Regions from separate parts of the Mus musculus genome. Here regions 1, 2, 4, 5, 6 and 7 are each linked to region 3. The links are chromatin contacts, called in public Hi-C, HiCAR-type and promoter capture Hi-C maps. All regions are on one chromosome and are shown on one strand. Each heading gives the region's core, a stretch centred on a gene start, on an enhancer-like site or on the middle of the called end of the contact. The rest is flanking DNA. Distances are from core to core; before and after follow the strand shown.

Region 1 (2,864 bases), core at 90-2,589, 760 kb after region 3:
CCTGGAACTAACTCTGTAGTTAGGCTGGTCTCAAACCCACATTGGTTCTACCTTACCCTCTCAAGTGCTGGGATTACTGGTGTGAGCCATCATCACCATGCCCTGACGGGCATGCCTTTACCTACCTTACTCCTAAATTTGCAAACACCTCAGGGTAGTTTTGCAGCTGGTGAAACTGGAGTTGTGTTGGGTTAAGTCACTCTTGCTTATCAATGTCACGTGACCATTTGTGCATAAGCTAAGAAAAATCTTTTTTCCAGTAGTGAGGCCTGAACCCTGTCGCCAGGGCCTCTTAAGCAAATGCTGTCACTGAGCTGTGTACCCTTAGCTCCCTGACCTGAAATCTCCACCCCTTCACGCCTGACATTCATGACTGCTTCCCGGTGACCTTGTGTCCTGGATCCCTGCTTCTTATAGTCCTTCTTTCCCCTAGAGGCAGGCTCAGAAAGCTGTTTTCCTCTTACTCTTGTCTCGGGTCATTTGGCTGAGGAATTGCAGCTGCCTGGGCGGGGCTGGATGGTAGAGGTGTCTGGATCCGCAGAGAGGAAGCGACTGGAGTTCTCAAGAGTCCTGGGTTCACACTGACCCTTCCTGGTGTTCCCTGGCCCATTGCAGTCCTCCTGGGCATTGCCTAGGCTCCCCGTGTTTCTGCTTGCTTACACCCAGTCCTCAGGATGTCCTCTTCCCTTGCTAGAGCCTCAGCCTACGAGCCCGAAGCTCACATCCTGGGGGTTAATTTCTACCAACTCTAATGCCTTCAAATCCCAGGCTGAGCCTTCAGGCCAGGGTACAGCCTGCAGAGCTGACTCATGTGAAGTAGCTATTGGGTGACAAAGGTGAGAGTGGGCAGAAGCCTCCAGCTGCCCCTCCCATCCCTCCCCCCCCCCCCCAATCTGGGCTCCAAGCCACTGTCCCACGCAGCTTTCAGGGGGAAATGTCCTGATCTAAACTAAGACCAGTGCTATTTCCTGGGTCACAAGATCTCCACTGTGCCCCCTGGACAAATCTCGGTGACACCGGGTGCTTGAGCTGCATGGCTGGACAGGCTCCAGGCTTTGATGCAGCTTCTGCTTGAGGCGTTTACCCCAGCAGCTTGGCCAAGCTAAAGCAACCATTCATCCTGACTGTTTCCAAATGGGGGACTTCCTCTGATGGGAAGATCGTCTGATTCTAATGGGGTCTACATCTTGCCTTAAGTGCTGCTCCTAGAAGACACTAGCGCCAGCCCCCTGGGAGTAGAAACTGTCTACTCCCTCCCACCTACACCTCTGGAGAAATCCACGCACCCACCCTCACACCCCAGTACTGCGGTCATTCCTAACACAACACACCCCAGTGACCGCAAACATCCTCCCTCCTACACACAGCTGGACCTGATCTACAGAGGCGTTAATTCCTCAGGACCTGAACAGCGGCTGTTCCAAGTCCAGGGAGACCTCACGCCGACCTTCAAGGAACAAGAGAGGGGCCCGTCGCTGGACACCCAGGATGGTCTCCGCCCACCCTCTTTCCCATCAAAGCCTTTTCTCCGACATAGCTCCGTAGAGACAGTTCAGGCCCTTACGTGGCAGTGTGCGGCGCCCTCGTGTGGCCCATAGCCACCCAGCACGCTGGCCCCCTGGACCTTAGCTTTACCTCGGCTCCCCTGGCACACCTAGGTGTCCCCTCCCCCATCCGCTCCCCCCAGCTGTCCCCACCGGATGTCAGAACTCCACCTATTCCTGTACGGTGGCTTCCTGTCGGTCAGACCAGGTTAACCTGCTCTTTCCATTAATAGGAGGCTTTGAGAGTCTGGAGCAGGAATCCTGCCACGCTTAGCAGATGCCCTGCTGAAGTGAATTTCCTCATGTGTCTGTCTCCCTGCCCACTCTGAAAGGGCTTCGTCTAGGAAGTGAAAGAAAGGAAAACAAAAACAAAATTACAAAACCAGAGTAAGTTCGCAAGAAAACCAGAGTCACCCATCATCAACTGGGCTTTGACAATTTATCCACCGGAGGGAATGCGAGCTGACTTTCAAGCGTTAAGATTTATGGGAGGCTATTGGTACTGGGCACATAGCTAAGGCAAAGATAAGTCAATCATGCTTAGTGGAGCCAAAACCAGGTTGTTTACCAACCTTCACTGATGATAGTGACGATGATGATGATGGCAAAAAGAGAAATAGCTGTAATTCCAAGTAAGCCAGTTTAGCTGTTATGAATAGGAAATCCCCTTTGGGCTAACCTGTACAAGCCCAGTTAACCTATCTTTGTGAGGTTTTTTTGTTTTTTGTTTGTTGGTTTGTTTGTTTTGTCTTTTTGTTTTTTGAGAAAGGGTTTCTCTGTATAGCCCTGGCTGTCCTGGAACTCACTTTGTATACCAGGCTGGCCTTGAACTCAGAAATCCGCCTGCCTCTGCCTCCCGAGTGCTGGGATTAAAGGCATGCGCCACCACGCCCGGCTTCTATGTGAGTTTTTGTTGTTTTTTTGTTTTTGTTTTTGTTTTTGAGATGGTCTCACGATGCAGCAGCCCTGGCCAGCTTGGAACTAACAGAGATCTACCTACCTTTACCTCCAGAGTTCTGGGATTTAAAGAGTGCCACCTTTTGATTGGCTGATTGATTATTTGATGCTGGGAACTGAACTCATATCAGAGTCTTAGTCACTCTTCTGCTGTTGGCATTGAACACCCCCCCCCCCACAGCACCCCCACCCACCCCCCACCCATCCACCCCCCACCCTGCTGCCTCAAGCAAATCTGCTTTTCATTTTGTTTCTACTTCTTCAGACCCCTTTTCTATAAGGCAAACTCCAGGATGTGTTGTTGTGACTCATGAACCACAAATAAAAGGCCTATGATTAAGTTTATTGATTTGTTAACGACTC
Region 2 (2,700 bases), core at 174-2,673, 920 kb before region 3:
CTGTGTTTCTCTGCACACTTGCACATGCACCAAGTCCTTGAGACAAGACCAAGGGCCCAACAGCTACAATCCAATATATAAATGTAAGGAATTAAGAGTTAAAGAATACCAGGGAGACAAGGGGGGGAAACTAAGTGAAATGTTAGAAACAAATAAACTAGCCTGTTCACAGTTGGGTATTCTCATGCACGGTGGCTGGGAGCATCAGGAGAGGCCCCTCCCTTCTCACCTGAGACTTATACTGCTGGCAACCGAAAACTTGTCCCCACTTCAGCCCTTCCTAATGTCCTAACCTATGCCCACATGCCTTAGGTAAGTTTATTTGGGCTACCAGTACAACCTTCAAGTGTCCCCCAATTTCTCCAGAACTGAGGGGATCTTTACCCCTTAATGTCCAGCTCACATAATCTGAGCCCTCATCCTGTGTGACTTCAAGGGGGTTGTGTACTCCTCAAGTATTTCTAAGAGTCCTGGGAAACGCTCCTCACAAAACGTTTGCAAATATATCCTGGTCTTTGTTGTAAACTTATTCGAGGCTATTATTCTGTTTTCCCAAAGTTGTTTTCCTTCCGAATGAAAATTATTTCATCTTCCCAGAGGCAACCTCTTAACACAGTTTTGTAAGTGTAAAATTTTTACAATAGGCATTTCCCCAAATCACAAAAGTACACCAAACATCACGTGTTTCTAAACTTTACATCTGAACTCAAGATAAAAGAGACTGTAGGACAGGGAAAATGATTCTTTAAAACACAGCATTACTACTATTCTACTGTCCTAGACTCTTTTGGACAAAAATATTTTAGGAAAGAATTCCCTGTCAGCCACCGTACTCGTTAAACACAGTCAGCCATAGTGCTGTAGAATAGCAGAATAGCTCCCAAATCAAAAGGCTTCCAACATTGCACTAAGGAAAGATTTTCCTTTGTGTATGTGCACACGCGTGTGCATCTAACTGATTGCATACACAAGTGCAGTTGTGGAAGTCAAAGGACAACCTCAGATGTCATTCCCAGACACTGCTCACCGTTTAAAGGAAGAAGGGAGGGAAGGAAAAAAGGAAAAGGGGGAGGTGAGGAGAAAGAAGAGAAGAAATGGAAGGAGGGAGGGAGGAAAGGAGAGGTTCCGGTGTATTTTACCACTTATTGGGGGTGAGTATCTGTTTCATCAGTTTGTTACAATCCCATTACTAAATAACAAACTACATCAATCAAAACCAGAAGAAAAGTTGAACTAAGACCGGAACAGAAATAACTTCGTGAAAAACCAGGATGTGGCACCAATCCGACCTCTGCTGCTCCACCCTAGAAAGGCTAAGGCTGTGGCGAAGCCTGAGGGTAACCAAGAGTCCACCTCTGCGCAGGCGCCGACCGAGATGCCACCACGCCTTTAAAGTGCACCCGGAAGTGACGCGATTCGCGCTGAGCCAGGGCCGGGTAAGGTCTGAGCGAAGCGCCTAGGCTAGCGGGCCCGGCGCGCCTCCTCGGCCACTATGAGCTGCACGATCGAGAAGATCTTGACGGACGCCAAGACGCTGCTGGAGCGGCTGCGCGAGCACGATGCGGCGGCCGAGTCGCTGGTGGACCAGTCGGCTGCGCTGCACCGGCGGGTGGCGGCGATGCGGGAGGCGGGCGCCGTGTTACCCGAGCAGGTCGGCCGGGGGCCGAGCCGCGCCCAGGGGTGGACGCTGCGGGCGGGTGGGTGGGGTCGCGCGGCCTGATTTATCTTGGTCTGGAGGGCAGGGCGGATGTGTGAGCTTCCTGTGTCGTGGGTGGGACTGCTGCCTCCTCCGCAGCACCTGCCCATGTTTACAGTGCCTTAGTCTGTCTTTCTGTCCAGTATCAAGAGGATGCATCCGACGTGAAGGACATGTCTAAATATAAACCTCACATTCTGCTGTCTCAAGAGAATACCCAGATTAGAGACTTACAGCAGGAAAACAGAGGTTAGTCAGGCGTGTGTGTGTGTGTGTGTGTGTGTGTGTCTAGGATTTTTTTTTTCTGGTAATACTACTTTGGACATTCTTACACAAGTGCCTGAACAGTTCACAAGCGTGCACATCGCATACATATATTTAGATCAGTGCTTCAAGGGTCAACTGGTAACAGTAAAATCTGTTAGATTGCTCTTTTAAAAGTCTTCCTGGTTGATGACCTTGAAAGATGTATTCAGTAGTTTAGCAGAGTTGAATTGTTAGATGGCTGGGGAGTGACCACATACCAAATGGAGGCTTCTATAACTAAAGTTCATAGTCTCCAAATGTAACATTTCGATATTAGAGTGAACACTAAAGTTAAGATCGACGTTTCTTTAATGTTCCTGTGCAAGATGGAAGGCTAGAACTTCGTCCCCCAAATACATAGTCTTAGGGTTGTTGATGACAGCAGGATGGTAGTTGTCTGATGGAGCCCTTTTACATCTGCCATTCCACTCTATGCCCCTGACCAAGTATTTACACAATGCAGCTAAGAAACAGGTTCACAGACACCAGTTGGAACCAGCCAGAAGGCCTGAACTGCCAAGCTGGAGGATCTGAGGCCATTCCAAGGGCCTACGTGGTTTAAGGAGAGAACTGACTCCTGGGGGTTCTTCTCTGACCCGACATGTGCCGTGGTTCACACAAATCAACAAAATGTAGTTTTTTTTTTTTAATTTTAATGAGCTCATTTTTGCTTCTGAGAAGTCAATTAGAAAACTGAA
Region 3 (2,734 bases), core at 186-2,685:
CTTAATATTAAAAATAACTTTAAAAAATAGATTTTGCTATGCAGCCCTAGGCTGGCCTCAAACTATTGATCCTTCTCCAAGCTGCAGACCGCTGCTATTGCAAGCGTGCTCCATCACGACTGACTAAAGGTTTTAGTTAGAAAACAAAGCACTCCTTCCTTTGTGCTTGCAGTACTGCTTGTGAAAATGACTAAATGTCTAAACGGAGTGTATCTCCTCAATTTCCCCAATTGTTGCGTAAAAGAAGGAAAGATGATGTACAAATAACGGCAGTGATCACTTCTGTATTGCTATGAGGTGTCCAACTGTATGTATGTTTACCCAGTTATTCACTTACCAATTCAAGAAAAAAAAATCAACAGCGGTTACTTTTTGTTAGCACTTTAACTTTCTTTTTTGATAGTGTGTTCTTCATAGAAAAGGCCCTATAGATAAACGTGTCCACATAAAACGAATTTATGTTCACAACCATTTAAAGGTACTGGTGATTTGAAAATGTATTTCTATATGACTATGGATTCTTCTAAGTAAATTATATTTCAAATCTAGTTTTATACAGTAAATAATTTAATGGCTCTTTATTATTGTAAAGGGTTGGCTTTACTTTCCCTATCAGTTTAATATTTTTACTTATGAAAATACAGCCTAGCAACAGTATTATTTGCGCTTTAATACTTTTTGTTGGGAAACCCAAATGCTAGGGCAAATTGACCTGTATTGTTACTTGTTTATTGTAGTACAATGTATACCCAGTAGGTGTTCAAGAACTTCTCTATTTTAAACGATAACTTTTATTACAGAAGTTCACTCAGCCTAAGTTACTTCTCTGGGAACTAGTGGTGTTAAACCACAGTGTCTTTTATATGCCTAGTACATCATTGTAGTCGGTTATTTCCAAATAGCTTTCTCAAGGACTTAAATGCAATTCTAGGTAAAAAGCTAAAGTAATGAAACTCAAAACGGATTTCTGAGTAAACACCATCTCCTGGCGAACAGTGTCAGGTTGACAGCGCTTTTCACATTTGCAAATTTATATGTATGGGTTGAAAAAAAATTAAAAATTTCTATCGAGACATTTTTTTTTGTTGTTAACTATAGCTGTATGTTCAACAAAAATGCTGGATTCTACCTTTCCAAGAATTGGAGGGAAAAGTGACTCTGGCAAGGCGGAGCTGCGCTCAGGGAACGCCTAAGGCAACATTTGCACCTGCCTTGAGCCTGCAGCGGTCGCCACAGCAGTGCTATAGGAAATGCTTCAAAAAAATTTTTTTTTTCTTTTCTGAATAGCAGCTTTACAATGTTCTACAGCGAAACCGTCGTTTTACATATTCCGAAATTCTTTTCCTCCTGGTTTGTCAAGGGTAAACTGGAGATTCTTTTACCTCACAAAGGCTATGGGGAGAAATACGAAATTGAAAAGTCACTATGGAGACCACCTCCGGGCAAGATGAAGGAGGAACACTGGAAGTGGAGCGCCTGAACACACGGCGAGACTCTGAAAGCTATTAACATTGTTTGGGCGGTTAGGGCGGTTGGCGGCAACTCGCCGGAGGGCGGCAGTTGCGTGGCACCCCGAAGCGTGCCTAGGCGCACGCTCCCCTCCGCTCCTCCACTCAGAGAGCAAAGTGGGGGCGGAGGGGGAGGGGGAAGAACGCGAAGGGCGGTGGAACTACAACTCCCGCAAGGCCTTGCGCGTCCAGGGTGCTTTACAATAGAAGCTCGGTTGGCGAGGTCTGCGGAGAGGTGTCGGAACTGCCGTTTCCGGCATGTTCAGGTCTACGAGAACGACCGATCAGTGGAGGGTGGGGGAGAGACTCCAATGCCCAGCGGGCCATGCGCGGGCAGCGCTTGCGCGAACCGCGGACGGGGGGGCGGTCGGGCCATTTAAATGTGTGTTTGTGGGTGAAATGGCTGCGCAGGTCGGAGCGGTTCGCGTAGTACGGGCGGTGGCGGCGCAGGAGGAGCCGGACAAAGAAGGGAAGGAGAAACCCCATGTTGGGGTTTCGCCGCGGGGAGTGAAGCGGCAGCGCCGGGCGAGCAGCGGGGGTTCTCAGGAGAAGCGGGGGCGGCCGAGCCAGGACCCCCCTCTCGCTCCCCCTCATCGGCGGCGTCGTAGCCGCCAACATCCCGGGCCGCTGCCTCCAACGAATGCCGCCCCAACCGTCCCGGGCCCTGTTGAACCTCTGCTCCTGCCGCCTCCGCCGCCACCGTCGCTGGCACCCGCCGGGCCCACTGTCGCTGCCCCGCTCCCGGCCCCGGGCACCTCGGCCCTCTTCACCTTCTCGCCTCTGACGGTGAGCGCGGCCGGGCCCAAGCATAAGGGCCACAAGGAGCGGCACAAGCACCATCACCACCGCGGCTCCGATGGTGACCCCGGCGCCTGCGTTCCGGGCGATCTCAAGCACAAGGACAAGCAGGAAAACGGCGAAAGGAGCGGAGGGGTGCCTCTGATCAAGGCCCCCAAGAGAGGTGAGAGCAGGCGAACCGCTGGGGCTCGGGCTGTAGGTCTCAGTGCCCATATCCCGCCCCTTTAGGACTGAAAGACGCCGCTCTACTCCCCTGAGCCCACTGGAGTGGACTCGGGATTGCAGGCGGTTGCCACAGTTTGACCTACTTGAGGCTTCTCTCTGAGGCCGAGCTGTCAGTTTCCATCCCTGTTTGCAGTTCCCCCGGAGCCTTTGCAACATTTATTTTCAAATTCGGCAGGGTTTCCGCGCCGCGCAGTGCTTGGCAT
Region 4 (2,757 bases), core at 7-2,506, 890 kb before region 3:
ATACACACACACACACACACACACACACACACAGAGTGGGGGGACAATATTCATATTTGTTGCTTATTTTATTTTATTACATGTAATTTGTTCCCCTGAAAGCCCTACCTATGTCTACAGAGGTCTGCAGTTTCTCTGAATAACCAACTGAAAGTATGGGTAAGAAGTACACTTGGCAGGTTGTGGTGGCACGCCCCTTTAATGCCAGGCCAGGAGAAGGGGGGGGGGTATCTCATGAGTTCTAGGCCAGCTAGATCTACACAGCAAGTTCTGGGTGAGTCCCTGTCTCTCCCCCGCAAGGAAAGTACACCAGGATGAGAATGTTCTCCTCTCCCACAGAAGCAGGAAATAGATGGGAGTGTCCTCAGGGAGCTACCCTTTACCCAAAATGGTTAAGAGGACCACTGAAGTTGGGCATGGTTGTCCACACTTTTAATCCCACTAGGCTGAAGCAGGCAGATTTCCCAGAGTTCCAGGGCAGCATGTGCTACATGTGAGACCCTGTCTCAAAAAACAAACAAAAATAAAAAACCAACAAGATAGTAAAAGTAAAGTAATTGTTTTCTAGATTATTGACAGGGCAGCCTAAATAACTTTGCAATGGTTAGATCTAACCATTCCACTCCTCTACTCCAGTCAGGTGAATTATGCTTTTAGCCTGCTTTCAGCCTTTTAAATACTTATTCAGACTGACACACTACAAAAATCTTCTGGTAACTGAAACGGACAGTTAAAGTGGTTTGGGGAATTTTAGATTTTATTGATAATACAGCCTCGCTTATTTTTGTCTGTCGCAAGCAATGTAGTTTCTGGAAGACAAAAGCTTTACAAATTACTTTGTTAAAAACTTTTCTCTAAAGCAATGAAATCCCTTCTAATGTAGGAGACAGGAGAAAGCCTGTCCCGTGACTAAAGAGAAACTGCGATTTGGACTCCTGGATTATGGCTGAGGAAAGTGAAATCTTTTTATTCACGACACTCCCGGATCTGCCCTCAGAACTGTTCCTACTTCATAAGGCCTTCCTACTCAAGCCTCGTCGCTGAAAGCTTTCGGGCTCGCGAACACCGGGTGAACGCCTAAATTCACCCTTCGCCCCGCCCCCAGCGTCGCAGCAGAGTCACTAAACGCAGAGATTGCTTCTGGCACTACCCAGGGGCGAACGTAGAGAAGAAGAGTCACCGGCTTGCGTGTGGCTAAACGCAGGTCAGCGGCTGGCGTCACTCAGCCCTCGCGCGCAAGCGTACTAAGAGCACGCTCCCCCCACCTTCCCGTGCACGCGCTCGGAGCCTGCAACTCTCGCGAGAGAAGCGAGATTTATTCCTACGTACCGGGCCGTGCTGCTTATGGCGGCGCTGGAGAGGGGGCGCTGAGCTGTTGGGGTGAGTACGACCTCAGTGTTAAAGTGGGGGTAGCAACGAGCCAGGTTAAAGACAGCTGAGGAGACTCAGGTTAACGGGAGGGACCTCTGAGTGTCAGAGTGGGCACTCCTAGAATTCCGGATGGAGGAGAGTTCAGTGTGAGTTCCTACTCCAGGCGTCCCTTTTTCACCCTGGCTTCAACCGTCTCGGCCTCAGGGCCGGCCGCGAAGCCTTAGTGAGGAGGTGAGGCCAGGGGGTGCGGGTAGCGGCGGTGTCGGTGTCGGTGTCGGTGACTGAAGTGGGGGGAGGGAGCGAAAATGGAAACTCCGACCGCAGCCAAGATGGAGGCAGAGGGTGCGGGGCTCGGGCGCGAAGGCTGCCGGGAGCTGTAGTCCGTCCTCTTCCCCCTCTGCGGCTTGGCGGGGGAAAGGGAACTACAAGTCCCGGCGGGAGGGGTGAGGGGGTGGTGGCGCGGTCCTTTGTGTGCAGCTGGAAGAGGCCGGGGAGAAGGGCCTGTTCTTTTTTTCGGGACCTTGTCTGTCTTGGCCGTCACTGGCTTTGGGGATACTACTACGACTACCAGAGCGCAGTGCGGCAGTGGCGCCTTCTTTGTGTGTGGGTTGAGACCCTGTTCCATCTAGGGAAAGTGCTGCGGGACACCTCTGTTCCCTCAGCCACATCTGACCCTAGCGCGGCGGAATTGACACCTTTACTCACATTCTCTTGTGGCTGGGTCTCCACACCTAACTGTCCTTTGGCATTTGAAAAAGGAGTCGGGCCCCGTTCTAGGCACGTGTCTCCCACCTTTCTGTCTGGGGTAAATGGCATGCGTTAGGAGAGTTCCGTGATGCCCTCCCTCCGTGGTGCAAGCGCTGGCCTACATTGTGCAATGAATGGCTTGGCTTTGTCATGTATCTATCTAGTGTGAGAGCCCCAGTCGGAGAGCAAATTAAATTGGAAGATTTGACCGTCGAACGTTTCAACCATACCCAATCTTAGTGCCCCGGTTCTTTTGCTTTAAAGAGTTAACCTTAGAAACACCTTTGTGGCTGGTCTCCAACCTGACTCACAGGTGAGCAGGGAGTACTCCTTAACACTTTCCACTGCAGAAAACATTCTGAACATTATTAAACCACTTAGTTTCCTTGTTCTGCAACTAAAATGAGCAAAAAGATAGTGCTGTTTAAGCAGTTGAGGAGGACGGGCAGAAAGGAACTAAGGATGTTTAAAGATTGTAGTTGAGTTTGGACATTATGTTAGGCTGATGTGAACTTCTAGTTCACAAAACTGCCAAGTTTGTTTTTCTTTTGTTTATTGGTTATAGCCTTAAACTGTGCAACCTAGGTTAGCCTTGAAATGGCTGGCTGTCTAGACTGCTTGCTTGCTCTAACCTACTTT
Region 5 (2,700 bases), core at 133-2,632, 870 kb after region 3:
TTCACATTCAACCAATGTTTACTGAATGAATTCAGAGGCCTGGTGGACAAAACACCCTTCACCTCAGTTATATGATTTATCAAATGTATGGTCCATGCTTCCAATCCTGAGTGAGTGTCTACGTATGTTGTCTGCCTGGATTTGAGACAGCTTCACTCCACAGCCTATGTTGGCCTGGAATTTGTGGTAACTCTGCCCCCTCGGGAGTGCTGAGATGACAGGCATGAACCACCCGGCCAGCTGCACCTGCAGTAGACTCCATATGACATACATTTATTCTGGGAAATACTTGTTGAAACCTATGACGAGCAGAGTTTGGTTGAATGGTACAGAGGGCAGGTAGGAGGGGGAGCATGGCAGGCAGCAGGCAGCCAGCACCTGCCTGGGTGCCTCACAGGCCTGCTTGTAAATTTGACTGATTTAGTTTTTGTAGCCCAGGATGGCCTGGAATTAACTCATAGAGATCCATCTGCCTTTGCTTCTTGTGTGTCATCGTGGCTCACCTCACTGGAAATTCCTGCTGTCACAAATAGTGAGAAACCACTTCTCTGGGCTTCATTTTCTTTACAGGCAAAAGGGAACGGGTATGGGTGAACTTATTCCAGAGTTAGAGACCTGTGTGTTTAAAGTATCCAGCACTAGTAAATAAAGCATTGGTAGATTTCCTTATACACCCATTTCTTTGGCTCTTTATAAGGAAGGAGATACAGGATCAGGTAAGTAACACCTCAGATTGGGATCAACAGCACAACAATACAATAGGAGTGTGAGGTCAGTTTCCAGCTGAGGACACGGCAGCACTTCCAGGAGTGTGCTCTTAACAGGACGTCGGGAAATTCCCAGCGAAGGAAGGAAGGGACTTTTAAGGCGATGGTGGCTGGGGACTGCAGATCACAAAAGGTCTCCAGGGCTCTGGATAGCGTCACGTTGCACTTACTGCAGTGATTCCTGGATAAGAGAGTGGGCAGCTTCTGTATAACCCATCCCCTCGGTCACGGGTAGGGTGTAGGAAATACTGGAGCTTCGAGGTCTGGATGGCCACGCGAGGGCAGCAGTGGCCCTCGCTGACCCCACCCTGGAAGCCGCTCAACTTTCCCGAAGCTGGTCCGCCCCCCACGGGTTGGAAGTGGGGCAGAGGCCGAGTTATCCGGGGTCCCACCCGCCCGCTCACCACCCAGCAATCCAGACATCTCCGGGCACAGTTCCTCCAGCTCCAGCCAGCCCTACGCCCCTTGCCGGGTCCTCAGCCGGGGTGACCTGCGGCCGCCCGGGGCCGGGAGCGGAGGCGGGCCAAGCTAAGGGCCGCCCCCGTCGACCCCCCCCCCCTTCCCTTGATGGACCCGCCCCAGAGCGGTGCTGGAGAGTGGGGCGGGGCCCGGGTCAGTCTCAGCCTCCGGCACTGGCCGCGCAGCTGGAGGCGGTGGAGCCCAAGGTACCGGGGCCCCAGCTGGTGGGTGGCGAGGCGTCGTGGGAACTGACCTCGGAGGAGAGCACTTTCCCGATTCCCGGATCGCTCCGGGAGCGGCTTGGGGGGCGGGGGGTGTTCCGGGCCAGGCAAGAGAGAGCGCCCCAAGCTGTGGGCCAGGCGCTCTAGCCTTCCAAGCTCTCGAACCAGAGCCCAGAGTCCTTCCCTTTCTGAGTCTTTCCTTTCTGGACCTCCCTAGCTGGGCCAGGGACACACTTAGATCTCCGTGAGCGACTCAACCCAGACGCTCCAGTTCCGGGCAGGGAGTAAGAAACAGGGCCTCAGGCTGGCTAGGGGTGGGAGTTCTGGCCTGGGATGGGGAATGGCGGGAATAGGGATGGGATGTGACCACTGGAGGCTGCTACTGCTTGGCGGGTCTGGACGCCGCCCTAGACGGGTTTTGGAGCTGATCTGAGCTGAGAGGTTGAGAAGACTAGGAAAGATCCCGCTCCTGTGTTGTGTATATGTGTCTGAGAGTGAAGGGGGGTGGGGAAGAACAAAACACCCCAATCCCCAACTCTTCCTCGTACCCTCTTGGGAAGTTAGGGAGTGTTAGGGAATTGGGCTGAAAGCTGGAGTCCAGCTCTTCCTTGACTTCTGGCTTTAAAGTTAAGGAAAAGGTGTTGCCCGAAGAGTGATTCCTCGCCTAGATCTCGGGGGGAGCAGAGTACAAAGGCCTGTTGGATCACCTGGGAAATCAAGAGAATAAGGAAGGCTAGTGGCTTGTCCTAGGGAAGGTCCCAGAAGTTCCAGACCCCTCTCCCGGCCCTGGGTGAAGTTTTCGTTGTCTCTCTTAGGGTTAGTGGGGCAGTTCCGCTGGAGCCGCCTTTCACAGGGAGTGTTAGCCAGGCCATCCATGCCATGTTGGCCTTCGGCCTAATGTCCCGGCTTGGCCTGAGTCCCCAATTATTCTGGCCTAAGCAGAGCCTAGATGCAAAGTCTTCGGAGCTGGAGGCTCTAACACAGCCACGAAGTTCCGGCCTCTGCCTCCCACCATCAGATGCTCAGCCGCCTTGCTGCTGTGGGACAGCCGGGGCTCACGCATGGGGATGTGACTAGTGTTTAAGTGTCCTAGGGATCACGCTCCATCCACACTGCCCACCCTGGCTTGGGGCTGTCCCCGCCAGCCTGTGTACAGCTAGACTGGTTGAATTAATGGGAGTAGGTGGGGAAGTTGGAGGAAATCCTGTGGGTTACCTGGATATACCTCTCAGACCTCATTTTTGAAGGAGATA
Region 6 (2,700 bases), core at 171-2,670, 740 kb before region 3:
ATTTTACAAAGAATGTATGCTAACTACAGCCTGAGGGGTTGAGAGGCAACGTGGAGTAATATTTTATTACCACAAATCCTAAAGGCAAAAATGATTGGGTTTTGTATAGGCCCTAAAGACAAAAAATAGCAAGATTTTCTCATTATTTTATCTGATCACAGCCTTCCCTCCCACCTATCCTCCTACTCCCTCTCTTCTCTCCTTTCCCCATCTTCTCCCTTTCTCCTCAGAGAAGGGGAGGCCTCCCGTGGATATCAGCCTTGGCATAGCAAGTTGCAGTAAGACTAGGCCTATCTTCTGTTGAGGCTAGACAAGGCTGCCCAGTTAGGGGAAGGGGGTCCAAAGGCAGAGTCAGAGACAGCCCCTGCTCCAGCTGTTAGGGGTCCCACAGAAGCTGCATATCTGTTACATGTGTGTAAGGATCCAGGACTGTCCATTGCAGCCTCTTTGGTTGGTGGATCAGTCTCTGTGAACCCCTGCGGGACCAGGTTAGTTGATTCTGTATGGCTTTTTTTGTGGTGTCCTTGACCCTTCTGGTTCCTTCATTCCTTCCTCCCCTTCTTCCACAAGATTCCCAGAGCTCTGCCTAATGTTTGGCTGTGGATCTTTCCATCTGTTTCCAGCAGCTGTTGGGCGAAGCCTCTCCTGTCTGGAAGTGTAGCAAAACATTAATAGTGTCAGGGGTGGGCTTGCTCTCATGGGATGAGTCTCAAGTTGGGCCTTGATCATCCCCTCAGTTTCTAGTCCATCTTTATCCCCACACATCTTGTAAGCAGGACAAATTTTGGTTTTGTGGGTAGATTGGTGTCCCCATCAATCCATTGGAAGTCTTGCCTGGTTCCAGGAGGTGGCCATTTCAGGTCCTATATCCCCTGTTGCTTCAAGTCTTATGGTCACCCTAGCATATTCCTGTGAGTTTCCCTTTTTCTGGGCTTCTAGCTCTCCCCTGAGTTGCCTCCACTCCAAGGCAGAGCTTCTAAAATGAGGCATTTTATAGTTATAATTACAGTCATGGAAGGGATGAGGTGTTTGCAGTGCTGCGGACTGACCTGGTTTTGCCATTGAGCCGCACCCCTCAGGTTGTTGGATCTAAAAATTTAATTGGAAAATAGGCGCACATTTCTAGTTTCTATAAAAGAACATTCTTAAGGGACCGGCTGCGAAATGAGGATAAAGCAAGGGAGCGCTAGAAGCCCAGCACTATGTGAGTCTAAACAATGGAAGGTTAAAGGATGTGGAAAATATATTTCTCCCCTCCAGCCAAGTCCAGCAACCACCTCTTCCGAAGTCTGCCCTACCCACTCCTTCAAAAAAAAAAAAAAAAAAAACGGCACCCATACAAAGAAAGGCACCCCGGCACGCCAGCACGTGATGCTTAGGCTTAGAGCCTAGTGGCTATAATTACCAACTGCGCGTGCGCCCGAATCGAAGCCCCAAAGGCAGCGGCGTGTGTGACGTCATTCCAGGCGCAGGCGCAGTGGAATTAGAACCGAGGCTGCGCAGACTCAGAAGGCGCTCTTGAAGCCTAGTGCCGCGCGATGGCGGGCACGGGCTTGGTAGCCGGAGAGGTGGTGGTAGATGCGCTACCATATTTTGACCAAGGCTATGAGGCACCCGGCGTGCGGGAAGCGGTGAGTGCGGGTCATGTGCGGCGGGTCCGCCGAAGGCACGCCGCCCTTTCCCGCCGCGACCCTGGCCTGTTCTCGTTCTTAGGCGGCGGCCCTGGTGGAGGAGGAGACGCGCAGATACCGACCTACCAAGAACTACCTGAGCTACCTGACGGCCCCGGATTATTCTGCCTTTGAAGTAAGTGTGCCTTTGAAGTAAGCCAGGAGGCTTGCGGACTTTGATACGGGAGTGAGGGCTTTAGCTGTGTAAAGTGAACTCCACCTTCCAAGTTAGCTGGTGCCTGCAGCTCGTACTGAGTGCCATGTAGGTGTGAGTCGGTTTGAAACCGCCAGATGCGCATGTCACGGGCTTCGTACTACAAGAACCTGCGAAATGCTCCATTAGTTTCTGCAGATTTGTTTAATAGTGTGCACCTCCGTGTGTGTGTGTGTGTGTGTGTAGAAGAGTCATGGTACATTTCACAAAAGGGCCCTTTATTCTCTAAGGTCCACTCAAGAACAGGTATCACTCACGAGATTTTAATATTTATAATCTTAAGTACCTGTACTCTTTGCCACCCCTGGAGGGAGATTCTTTTGTACCAAGTCTCAGATAGTTAACAGGTGTATGAATGCCTGAACAAGCATGTCTAACTGCATGCTGTTTTTAAGTGGTTATTCTACAAGTGCAACCAAAAAACACCACTTAGATGTTGTTAGAAGCACTTTCAGGCTGAAAGGAGACTGCTCCATGCGCAGGGATGTGTGATACTTCGGATCTAGATGCCAGGTTTTTAAACTGGGTTGTGACTCCTCAGTGGGGGTTTCATAACTGATGTGGGAGCTGCAAGAAATTTGGCAAGAGTAAAAAGTACTAACCCAGAAATTAATTGAAAACTCAAGTCCCAGATCTAAGCTCTGGTCCATGTTACATCATGTGACTTCACCATTTACACTGTACCCAAACAGTTTACACTGTGTCAGTTCGTCATGCAGCAGCGGAGACTTCCTGAAATGATTCAAGACTGTTGTGTGTTGTGAATTACAACGTGACGTGGGGCTGGGATTAAAGCTGTTTTCAGAGTTCCACAGC
Region 7 (2,700 bases), core at 51-2,550, 900 kb after region 3:
CAGGTCTTTGCCTCTATTTCAAGAAGCCACTCAACCCTTTTAATGTTCCTTTTAAGACATGTTCATGAATAACAGTAATATTCTGGTTAACGCGGACTCCTACCTTCTCCCCTAGCCTCAAGCTACACTATCATTATTAATTCCGTCTAAAACTCGCCCCAAATCACGTAACAGCAGCCATATCTCACCCATACTAGCATTTTGGTCAGTTGCAAGGCAAATCTCTCAAAATCTGTTAAGGCCCAATCCCATTCCCCTGCTTACTAGTGCACCTCTTTACACTCATCCCAGCTAAATTGCTTCTCCGGCTTCCATCCATAGCAGCAGCCTGTTGCTAGAGGTGTTCGTCTATGGTTTGACAGAAGTCTCTTTGATTTTTTTACTTGGGTGGTAACAGGAAAAGGAAACCAAATATCTTCAGCCATAGGGAAAAGGGGCCTCTAGGAGGCTGTCCCTGGCCCCGAGTCTCCATGGAGAAGCCACAGGTGCTAAGGGAGGTTTGATTGCCTACGCAGTTTGTGTTCTTTTCTCCCTAAAGCTCCCCGAGATTCTCCCGCCTACCCTGGGCCTCTTCAGCTCTCCCGCAGCGTGGACCCTGCAGGCAGTCCTCCCTTAACAAGGGGGCGGGGATCCCCGCTTGGCCCGCGCCTGCAGCGCCTTCCCTGTGGGACTCCCCTCCCCCACCATCGAGCCCCGACCACCGCGAGCCGCGCGTGGGCACCGACCCCTCCCCGCCGGGCTGGGCTGTGCAGAGCGGGCGGGCTACGGGTGGCGCTGGCTGGGCGTGGGCAGACGACGGAGTAGGTCTGCCAGGACCGGACCGGCCTGATCGGCCCCGGGCTGCATCCCTGTGCACCCGCGGCGGGAAGGTGGCCCCACCACCCGGGGCGCTGGCCCCGCGTCTTGGGGCCCGTGGTGGGCCGGCCCGTACCTGGGCTTGAAGTCGTGGTTGTAAATCGTCCGCAGCCGCTCACGATCTGTCTCCAGGTCCAGTCCACGTTCGGCCAGAAAACTCTCGAACCTCTGGCCGGTCTCCCGGAGCTTTCGGCAGCTGAACTTGCTAGGCATCGCGGCGGCGGCGGCTGCGGCCCAGGCAGGAGGGTCCGCGGAAATGAAACTGAAAGTCGCCGCCGCGGTTTAGAGTTGGCTGGTCTGGGGTGAGGGTGCAAAGGGGAAAAGCCCCCTACCTCTGACGTCTGCTCCGGCCAGCCACCTTCTCCCCGACTGCCTCCCCTCCTCCGTCCTTCTCCTACCTGAGCCTTCCTTTCGGTCTCTTCGTCCTATCCCCTCCCCCCCTTCACATTAACTCTTTCCTAAGGAGTCTGACCCCTCCCTCAGGGCCCTCCCCTTACCCCGAGCTCCCTCCCCTGGCAGCGAGCCAGGATCCGAACGTGGATATCGCCTGGGGCCCCCTAAACAGCCCGGAGGACCTTGGAGCCTCAGCTAGGGCTACTCCCACGCCCACTCTCCAGAGCCTCGGGACATAGAAAAGCTGCAGAGCAAAGGGCAGAGCCCCGGACATGGGTCGGCTGCAGCTGGACTGGGGCCGCTCGTCCAGCACCTCCCCCAGACTGCCAGGGACATAAACCAGTACGGAAGCGAGCGGCACGCCCCCTCCCCCATTCCCTCCCTCCTCTGGCTTTCTGATACAGAGGAAGGCAGAAGTCAAAGTTGTGTGTGTGTGTGTGTGTGTGTGGGGAATGGATGGAGGGAGAGCAAGTGTCTCTATAGATAAAGGGGTGTGCGTGTGGGAGAGAGGGACAAGAGCTTCTGCCAAGACCCAGTCCTTGCTTTTCTGGGTCACACAGGCTTCATAATACTTCAAGGTTGGAGATTCTTGCTCTTGAGCTATGCATTTGGGCACTCGGTTTGTGTTACTCTTCACTACTTATTGGCAGTAAATCATGATTGCCCAGCCAGTCAAAAAAACATTAGCACCTAGAGAGCCAGGCGTGCTAGGCAATAAATGGTTAACACTGACAACATTAGTACCAGGAAAAGAAGTAGACCAATATGCTTAGGCAAACTAAGGGGTGGGGCTACTATAACAACAAATGTAAAACAAGCCTTCTGCACCTATTTATCCCCTGGAATGAAACTAAAAAACAAAAACAAAACCCAAAACAAACAAACCCCATACACACTACAATGAGAAAGTGAGAAAGGCTTAATCTACCAGAATTCCACATGTATCAAAGTTACTGTTCTCCAAGGTTCCTTATAGGCAGCAACAGTCTAACCCAGGGTAGGGAATGCCCTGAACAGGGTCAAGTTCCCCCTTGGTTAACTACTCCTAAGCCAAGAGTATGCTATGCAGTCAGGAATGGAGACTACAGGAACAGGGAAATCTTACGTCCTAGAAATTGATGTAAACTCGAGGGAAAAACTAGGAGTAGCCAGATGCTTAACACCTCCAGACCTTCCCATCCACTTTATATGATGCAGGCTCAGAGAAGATAATAGACTTCTAAAAAGTACTGTTGTTTTGGGGCACAGTGGTCCAAGCCTGTAATCCCACTTCTTGAGAGTCTGAGGAAGGTCTACTAAGAGTCTGAGCCACTTTGGGTTACACAGCAGGACAGTCTCAAAAACAAAATTGCTATTCTTTATCATTTCAAAATCCTACAAATACACCTATGATGAGCACAATAAAAGTGCCTTTTAGACATACAGAAATAGCTTAGTTAGGAATCCCAATGC

What was found. Promoter capture Hi-C pulls out the DNA fragments that hold promoters and counts their contacts. A called contact is a pair of places that touch in the nucleus more often than the background predicts. HiCAR-type assays count read pairs that join an accessible place to other places. Capture Hi-C pulls out chosen DNA fragments and counts their contacts.
Region 1: a Hi-C map of rod photoreceptor shows a contact between it and region 3, with 5 times the contacts expected there. The contact joins the enhancer-like site here to the promoter of Rsbn1 in region 3. A contact is called at or near these places in 8 of 39 promoter capture datasets (the 3T3-L1 cell line, the C10 cell line, the HPC-7 cell line and 4 more), 2 of 15 datasets of contacts at CTCF or cohesin (the NIH/3T3 cell line and large pre-B cells), 4 of 484 Hi-C or Micro-C datasets (B cells, embryonic stem cells, large pre-B cells and 1 more) and 7 of 115 datasets of contacts at active chromatin or transcription factors (the 230-238 cell line, embryonic hindbrain, embryonic stem cells and 3 more).
Region 2: a contact with region 3 is called in a HiCAR-type map of astrocytes, with 2.4 times the contacts expected there. The contact joins the promoter of Sike1 here to the promoter of Rsbn1 in region 3. A contact is called at or near these places in 1 of 115 datasets of contacts at active chromatin or transcription factors (astrocytes) and 2 of 9 other capture datasets (adipose tissue and liver).
Region 4: a contact with region 3 is called in a promoter capture Hi-C map of liver, with 4 times the contacts expected there. The contact joins the promoter of Csde1 here to the promoter of Rsbn1 in region 3. A contact is called at or near these places in 3 of 39 promoter capture datasets (liver and pre-B cells) and 1 of 9 other capture datasets (liver).
Region 5: a contact with region 3 is called in a promoter capture Hi-C map of liver, with 3 times the contacts expected there. The contact joins the promoter of Rhoc here to the promoter of Rsbn1 in region 3. A contact is called at or near these places in 5 of 39 promoter capture datasets (cranial neural crest, hippocampal neurons, liver and 1 more), 1 of 484 Hi-C or Micro-C datasets (CD4 T cells), 1 of 115 datasets of contacts at active chromatin or transcription factors (pancreatic cancer cells) and 1 of 9 other capture datasets (adipose tissue).
Region 6: a Hi-C map of the G1E-ER4 cell line shows a contact between it and region 3, with 8 times the contacts expected there. The contact joins the promoter of Bcas2 here to the promoter of Rsbn1 in region 3. A contact is called at or near these places in 5 of 39 promoter capture datasets (the 3T3-L1 cell line, hippocampal neurons, liver and 1 more), 1 of 484 Hi-C or Micro-C datasets (the G1E-ER4 cell line) and 1 of 115 datasets of contacts at active chromatin or transcription factors (bone marrow-derived macrophages).
Region 7: a contact with region 3 is called in a promoter capture Hi-C map of neural stem cells. The contact joins the promoter of Mov10 here to the promoter of Rsbn1 in region 3. A contact is called at or near these places in 3 of 39 promoter capture datasets (liver, neural stem cells and pre-B cells).

What each region holds. Positions count from the first base shown.
Region 1 is chr3:104,674,007-104,676,870 of GRCm38.p6, forward strand. No RefSeq gene overlaps it. Among named protein-coding and RNA genes, the nearest start is that of Gm34548, 5.2 kb to the right of the region's middle. Within about 2 kb of position 1,340, at least 184 of the 459 cell types and tissues checked have an H3K27ac peak or open chromatin away from gene starts, as enhancers often do. A contact at or near this core is called in B cells, hippocampal neurons, liver and 3 more, where this site is marked.
Region 2 is chr3:102,994,317-102,997,016 of GRCm38.p6, forward strand. It overlaps Sike1 (suppressor of IKBKE 1), which reads left to right and starts at 1,424. Exons shown (of 5, transcript NM_025679.3): 1 at 1,424-1,651; 2 at 1,840-1,945. The coding sequence starts at 1,493.
Region 3 is chr3:103,912,685-103,915,418 of GRCm38.p6, forward strand. It overlaps Rsbn1 (rosbin, round spermatid basic protein 1), which reads left to right and starts at 1,436. Exons shown (of 8, transcript NM_001356556.1): 1 at 1,436-2,469. The coding sequence starts at 1,767.
Region 4 is chr3:103,019,290-103,022,046 of GRCm38.p6, forward strand. Csde1 (cold shock domain containing E1, RNA binding) reads left to right here and starts at 1,257. Exons shown (of 19, transcript NM_001161854.2): 1 at 1,257-1,380.
Region 5 is chr3:104,787,652-104,790,351 of GRCm38.p6, forward strand. Rhoc (ras homolog family member C) reads left to right here and starts at 1,383. Exons shown (of 5, transcript NM_007484.2): 1 at 1,383-1,432.
Region 6 is chr3:103,170,235-103,172,934 of GRCm38.p6, forward strand. It overlaps Bcas2 (breast carcinoma amplified sequence 2), which reads left to right and starts at 1,421. Exons shown (of 7, transcript NM_026602.4): 1 at 1,421-1,631; 2 at 1,714-1,806. The coding sequence starts at 1,539.
Region 7 is chr3:104,817,005-104,819,704 of GRCm38.p6, forward strand. Mov10 (Mov10 RISC complex RNA helicase) reads right to left here and starts at 1,301. Exons shown (of 20, transcript NM_008619.2): 1 at 932-1,301. The coding sequence starts at 1,068.